Regions from separate parts of the Sander lucioperca genome. Here region 1 is linked to region 2. The links are chromatin contacts, called in public Hi-C maps. All regions are on one chromosome and are shown on one strand. Each heading gives the region's core, a stretch centred on a gene start, on an enhancer-like site or on the middle of the called end of the contact. The rest is flanking DNA. Distances are from core to core; before and after follow the strand shown.

What was found. A called contact is a pair of places that touch in the nucleus more often than the background predicts.
Region 1: a Hi-C map of muscle shows a contact between it and region 2, with 2.8 times the contacts expected there. The contact joins the promoter of apool here to the promoter of LOC116036592 in region 2. A contact is called at or near these places in 2 of 2 Hi-C or Micro-C datasets (liver and muscle).

The regions. Positions count from the first base shown.
Region 1 is chr1:50,050,598-50,054,503 of SLUC_FBN_1.2, forward strand. It overlaps apool (MICOS complex subunit MIC27), which reads right to left and starts at 2,581. Exons shown (of 12, transcript XM_036005302.1): 1 at 2,453-2,581; 2 at 1,332-1,430. The coding sequence starts at 2,464. It overlaps si:ch211-26b3.4 (connector enhancer of kinase suppressor of ras 2), which reads right to left. Exons shown (of 25, transcript XM_036005322.1): 25 at 3,366-3,906.
Region 2 is chr1:49,736,786-49,740,235 of SLUC_FBN_1.2, forward strand. It overlaps LOC116036592 (spermatogenesis-associated protein 13), which reads right to left and starts at 1,434. Exons shown (of 16, transcript XM_036005236.1): 1 at 1,134-1,434.

The DNA of each region.
Region 1 (3,906 bases), core at 1,331-3,830, 310 kb after region 2:
CAGAGCAGGACATTTTGTTTTAGTTGGACAGTATCAAAAATATTTTAAGAGAACAGGACACAACTTTTCTTTCTCTTCTCCGATTTGTTCCGTTTTGTTGTCTCTATCTATTTCTTCACTCACACTGTCACTCTGTTGAAATATGTACACACATGGTACGCTCCATAGGGTTTGTCACGTAGTGGACCTGTGCGCTGACGTGCACTTGGGGTGCAAGATATATCGACTCAATTTCGTTATCGCAATATATCGAAAGTGTTGCAGTAAGTATGCAATATTTAGTTTATATTGCGGAGCGCTGTGTCCGTCCGTTGGCTGTGTGGGTTAGTTGTGTTTGATTTAGAGCCTGCTTCAAACACTGTAATGATCATGTTTCATTGGCCAGTTACCGTGCCACTTGCACATGTTACTGCACGTCAACGCACGGGTCCACTACATGACAAACCCTATGGAGCGTACCACGTGTGTGCATTTTATACTGTCCAACCAGTGAAACATCTCCTGTTCTCTTTATTTATATATTTGATACTGTCCATCCAGTAGAACATGTCCTGTTCTGTAGACATGGTCCTTATTTATATATTTATACTGTCCAACCAGTAGAACATGTCCTGTTCTGTAGACATGGTCCTTATTTATATATTTATACTGTCCAACTAGTAAAAAATGTCCTGTTCTGTAGACATGGTCCTTATTTATATATTTATACTGTCCAACCAGTAGAACATGTCCTGTTCTGTAGACATGGTCCTTATTTATATATTTATACTGTCCAACCAGTAGAACATGTCCTGTTCTGTAGACATGGTCCTTATTTATATATTTATACTGTCCAACTAGTAAAAAATGTCCTGTTCTGTAGACATGGTCCTTATTTATTTATTCATGTTGGACCAGTCCAATATGACCGTCAGTTGAAATAAACCTTGTGTTGTAAGAAAACTTGTTTAATTTGTTATGAATCTATTTTGATGCATTTTCCCGTAACTTTTGTAATTTTACATATGTTTAAAAATATCGAAATTAATATCAATATCGCAATATTCATAATCAATATCACATTTTGGCAATATCGTGCAACCCTAACGTGCACTAACATGTGTAAGTGGCACGGTAACTGGCCAATGAAACAGGATCATTATAGCATTTCAAGCTCTAAATCAAACACAACTAAGCCACACAGCCAACGGACGGGACGCAGCTCCACAATATAAAGTAAATATTGCAACCCCTTTCGATATAATATTGTGCAACGTGATATTGCGATAACGATATTGAGTCGACATATCATGCACCCCTATATCAGACCAGACGTTTTGGGACAACCATACCTTTTCTCTAGTAACCAGTCCATCAGTGGGCACTTGGCTCACAGTATACACACGGATGGAGGCTATGCCCATCACCGTGGGGACGGCCACCATCACCACCTAGGACATAATAAAAGTGCACCGCTAACTTTAGTATCTGTCAGCTCATAGCAACAGACAGACACTAATCACTAATAAACAGATGACTCATGTGCACAAGTGGTAGAAATCGATCATTGACACGTGTAAAATAGCAAAACCACAATAAAAAATACTCCATTAAAAGTAAAAGCACTGTAGTCATAATTTCACTTAAGTTAAAGATCATAAGTATGACAATAATAGATTATTAAAGTATCAAAAGTACTTATGCAGAATTCTGCTTTCCAAGAGTTACTGTTGCATAATTATCACATGTATAAACTTATAAAGTTATTACTGAAGCATTGACACGTAACTGCACTTTAAACTGTTGCAGCAGGTTAAGTTGGAGCTCATTTTAAGGACTTTGTGTACATTTGGGTAATTTAACTCTAACATGCGTCATATTTCGAAATTGTACTTAAATAAAGAAAATGAGGTAATGTATTTATCTAAGCTAACTTTACTTTTCATCACCAATACTGAGATATTTAGCAGAAGTAACGTTAGAGAGCGTTAAACCCACGATATGTAACTTATAAGTTAATTTATCATGTAGCGTTAAATTACACCCACAAGTTACCCATACCGTGGGTATTGTGGATAACTTACAGCTGCCTCCAACTAAGCTAACTAACTAACGTTCACTGTAATGTTTCCTCTGTTAAAACAGCCTATTGGCAAACGAAGCGAGGGCTGACAAATACTAGCTGTTACATATGCTTAAGAGAGAGTTAGAATGGTGTAGGGTTAGCCTACTCTTCTAACTGCTGTCAGCTAACGTAGTTAAACGCTGTCTAGTTCCAGTAGCATTGGCTCATTCAGCGAGGCTAACACAGTAACGTTAGCAAAGAGATTTCCATGCAGCATAGCGTTAAACGCCTGGAAAGTGACAGTCAGTTCAAGTTTGCATTAACAAGTCCGGGACAGTTTACGTTAACTCTACACCCGCTCATTCATTAAACATATACTTTGGCTAAGAAGAAATGTCAAGCATTCACCTTGGCCGCCATGACAGCGCTCCTCCTTCTTCTTTTAGGCTCTGAGGAGCAGCTTCCAGTGGTCTAAACCACGGTCAGCTGCTGCCACCTAACGGACTGCAGAGGCACCAGCAACAGCTTGGTTTGATAGTGATCTCATTCAGCAGGTACTGTATATATGCTCCTCCATCCATGCTATGTTCACATAAGTGTCCTTAAACTCACAATATTGGTATTAAGACCAATGGTTGTTTTGTAAATGTGCATATATGTAATTAAAATGCAAAATATCACATTTCGTTTTTATTAACATTTTTAAAAGAAATTTAAAATAATTACACTGTCACTGCAATTCCACATGTAAAGCAAGTATGCATGATGTGAAGTGGTTTATCATGGGGCAAGGCGAGGCAGACAACTGTCCAGGGGCCCCAAAAGCTCCTGGTTCACAGCAAGTCTTATGGTTTTGGTAATTCAATAATTGCACATTTATTAGGGAATTGGCACAATTTAAGTACAATATATACCTAAGGTGAATCATGTGTTATTACCTTATTTTGTGGCTGTCTTGTAGGACTCTGTAGGTGTCAAAATCTAGTGTTATGAGCTTTAATATTTTAATTTATGTTGTTACATGTTGCATTTTTCTGAATTAAATGTATTAAAATTACCACAAACTAACACATTATTGTTCTAGCATAGTGGAGTGCACTTTTTTCATGCTTATGAAGAGTGAGCAGGTTCAATTTGCTTTAAGACATTTTAGATAAAGGCCTACACGTTAGCTGTTGCAGGAATAGAACATATTGTATGGCCTCCTGGTTTATGGGATGACCCCTGCCCTTAATTTAAAACCTGGTCATCCTCCATCCTTCCTCAGAACACGCTGTAATGCTGTTTCAATAAATCCATGAACACATAAACAGATCACAGCTCATAGTGCAGAGGATTCAGTTTATTGAAGTCAAAGTTTAACAACTTAAGTTTACAATCTGTATTTTTTGTAATATATATTCATATATATGAAACCAAAAAAGGCTACTTTAGGAAGAATAAATGTAATTTTCTTTCTTTTTTAATATCATCTTTAGTCAGTTAATGTACAGAATAACAGTAAGCTAATATTATCCTTGAAAAAGAGCAATATGTTCCTTTTTTAATGTCGCAGTGCAACTTACATCTTACACACCTGTGCAATGTACCATGAGGTGTACACCCCTGAAAGAACACACAGTGGAATCTCCCTTTTCGGCCTGTTTCTGCAGGTCTACACACACAAAGATCTGGGAGAGATAACACAGCCTGTGCCTACAAATCGTAACTCGCACTTCTTAATCTACAGTGTGTCGCCTGCTCAGCGGAGCAGCGGTTGGAAAAAGCAGACCGCTACAGATGAGAAACGGAGAGAGGTCTGCAGACTACAACTGTATTGTAACTCATCTACAGCTGTGTGTGTGTAGGATCGCCAGTATAGT
Region 2 (3,450 bases), core at 184-2,683:
GTCAAATGTTCAATAATAGACTGCTACTTAAACACTAAAACGCAGGAAAACTCTTGGAAGTCTCATTTTATGATTCTCTGACACAGGCTTTTGTACCATGAGTCAACAGTCACAAAAACCCATCGTCCTCACCCCATATTTGGTCCATATTATCCAAAGTAATTATTTGAGACATGGTCCCCCATCCACCATTTAAACCAGGAGGCTGTGTTGTCATGGAAACACTCACTACGGAGATGTCTGGTTATTTCAGGCCTGCTCCGGCTGTGTGACATCATCATAGCTCAGATAAGCTCCTTCTGAGGAGGAAGATGCTCAGCGAGTGCTACACTGCTAGGCCTACATGTTAATTACCCACATTTCATAATCCCTTTAATGTATGGAAGCATCTTGTATAATTGGGGCCTCCAGCATGTTTCTTTGTTGTTACATGAGATCATCACCAATGTGTTTAATTTAAGATGGCCTTTTCGAAGAATGCCACAATTGAATTAATACGTATTTTACTGATACGCTTTTTAACAATACTGGAAAGTAGATAATAGAAAGTAGGTGCTCAATCATTCCAAAAATGTAAAAAAAGAAAAAAAGTCAGTTTACAAGTAAACACATTAACAAAACTTAGGCTTTTTTAGCATTTAAATAACGTCTCTTTAACGTTGCTTGACTATTAATATTGACTTCCTCCATGGGTATAATGTCATAAGCAACTAAAATTTACAGATAAAAAAACATTTTTTGTTGTTTAGTTTCCATAATTCATTACTAGACTGCCACAAAACCGGAACTAGCATCTCGGTTTCCATCTAAAACTGACAGTTGACTTGATACGTTAACCAGTGACAGGTTAAGTTTGGGTTGGGCGTCGTTTTTTTTTTTGTTTTTTTTAAATATGGCGACAATAAAAATTGACGAATAAATTTACAGTAACGTTGCAGCAGGTTGCCGAATTCTGTTTCATTAACGGTATTTGTGAAGGTGTTTTGTAATTTAGTACGTTACAGTGATGTTGGATTCTCCGTGCAATACAGTTATCATTACCTTCTGAAACTTTCTTATTAAGTTAAACCCGCGAAAAATAAAACGTATCCCCTCTCACCACTTCCATTTAGCCATTAGAGCTGTTAACTTACCCCCAGAAAACTTCCCCCGTTTTAAATGGGCATCGTCGTTGCTGTCCGTAAAGCCAATAAAACCACCGTCTTTCACCCCGGGCTGAATGTATCCGGTGTAGGCTATTTCACGGGCTAAACTTATATCCATGAAGTTATTTTGCGGACAGCGACTCCTTCGTAGATCTCGCATGTGTTTGTTTTTTTGCTTCTAAACTTCGTCAGCTATCACCAAACTGAGAGAAACTCCCCGAGTTAGCGACAGACCGGTGAACTCTTGCCCTGTAAGCTCCTGCAGACGCCGACACTCTGATTTGTGATAAAGCTCTCACGCAGACAGAGCAACACATACACCAACACACCCTTTTCACACTCACACACACACACACACACACACACACACACATCTACACACTCAGTCAGAAACACATTGTAATTATGTTAATTTAAGTGTGTCTGTTGTAATATATAGCACATTTAGAGATAAATGTGATTATATATTAACTATAATACATTATAGGCTATTTTATTGGGATGTTTACCGTGCTTTTAATAATTGTATTGTTATCCCTTAAGTCATTCAAATCCTAAACTATTTTCCATAGCCATTATGAAAAAAATCTATAATGTATAGCCTATAGGCTATTTTATTGGGATGTTTACCGTGCTTTTAATAATTTTATTGTTATCCCTTAAGTCATTCAAATTCTAAACTTTTTTCCATAGCCATTATGAAAAAAATGCTATAATGTATAGCCTATACATTTTTTTTCTGTCTGTTTGCTGGATTAATAAGGGAGCACTTATATATTTTTAAAGGAACATCAGTGAAAACAAATAATTGATTGAACTCTGGTCTTACTAGCTGATCCTCCTTTGGGATTTGCGTTGAATGTGAAAATCCTTCTATTGAAATGGCACAATGGGGAGAGGGAGCTCAGGGGGGGAGACTGAAGGAATTCACAAAAACTAAACAGCTCCAGAGCTCCATAGTCATGAAAGAGGAGATGGTGGAAGAAGGGGCCTAAATTTAAACATTTCCTCTTTGTCCTGTTTTGGGCCCATTGTCATCGCATGGCGTTCTCCCTTCTGCACAGGAAGGAGTGGACCTGACATCAACGCTCTCAGGCTGACAATGCCAGGAAGTCTGTCTGACTGTATGTAAATATCTCTATGCTTCCCTTGCTTGCCCGAGGAGCCGCTCTCCTCTCCGTGGAGCGGTTTGAGCACTTGAGGGTGTAGTAGTAGTCGTAGTAGCAGAAGCAACATAGTGATTTACATGCTACACTTCCCCTATAACTCATCTGCAACTGTCACAGTGAATTACAGCAACCTCATCTTCAAATGACCTCTCCTCTGATGTAGCATCTTTAGCACATGGATTCATACACTTAATAGGCTCTTTTTTTATTTCTATAAATACAGTAACCTATATTTGTCTATTTCTGAGTTTTGTGTTTTGCCGTTTCTCCTCTGTACTGCCATATTTCCTCATAGTTTTGCGTTGACTTATTGTTTGTTACTCTCCTTTACTTCCATTCCCTCACGTCTTCCCTCCCTCCCCTTACTCACTCACTTCCTCACAACCCCAAGCCGTCTTCCTGTTGTCCCCTCCTGTCACAAAAGACATCCTGGCTCAAACAGGCCGAATGTTTCAGCTCAGATCTGGCTTATACAGACATGAAACTAACTCTTATCTTTAGAAAATAAATTTATCCAAACAGCATTTTGTATGAATGACAGAAAGCATGAGAGAAAAAGAGAAAAAGAGAGTGATGAATGGAGGGAGACAGATTAGAGATTCGTAGTCTCACTACCAGCTGGGCCCTTGTCTGAAATGATATATTTTGTTGACGTTTGGCGAGCTGCGTACATTACAGCGAGTTTACTTTGTCGCCTATTTACCGTGAGTGTTTAACACTCTTTGAAATGATGTCATTGGCTTCTCATTTTCAGAACAATCGACCTCTTCCTCCTCTTCCTATGACATGGTCCCCACTGCTGGGTTTGGTGGAGATTACTGGAGACAAACACTTGCTGAGTTAGGCCCAGCTGTAATTATTTCGCCAGTCTTTGTCAAAGCAGCTGAGTGAAAACAGGCTGCCGTGAAAAAGCCGGCCAGACAGGGAGGAGGGGGGGCAGATATGTTGTGATATCAAATGAAAGGCTTACTAAAGCCTGGGAACTGGATTCGGGAGGTGTAACTCGTGTGAGAACAGCTGGAAGGTCAGACAGTGCAGGTGTTTGGGGACATTGAAGCTCAAACACTGCGTATTTGTGTAATGTTATTGAACGTCCTTAGATGGGGAGATTGCTAAATTTAGGGGAGATGCTGATG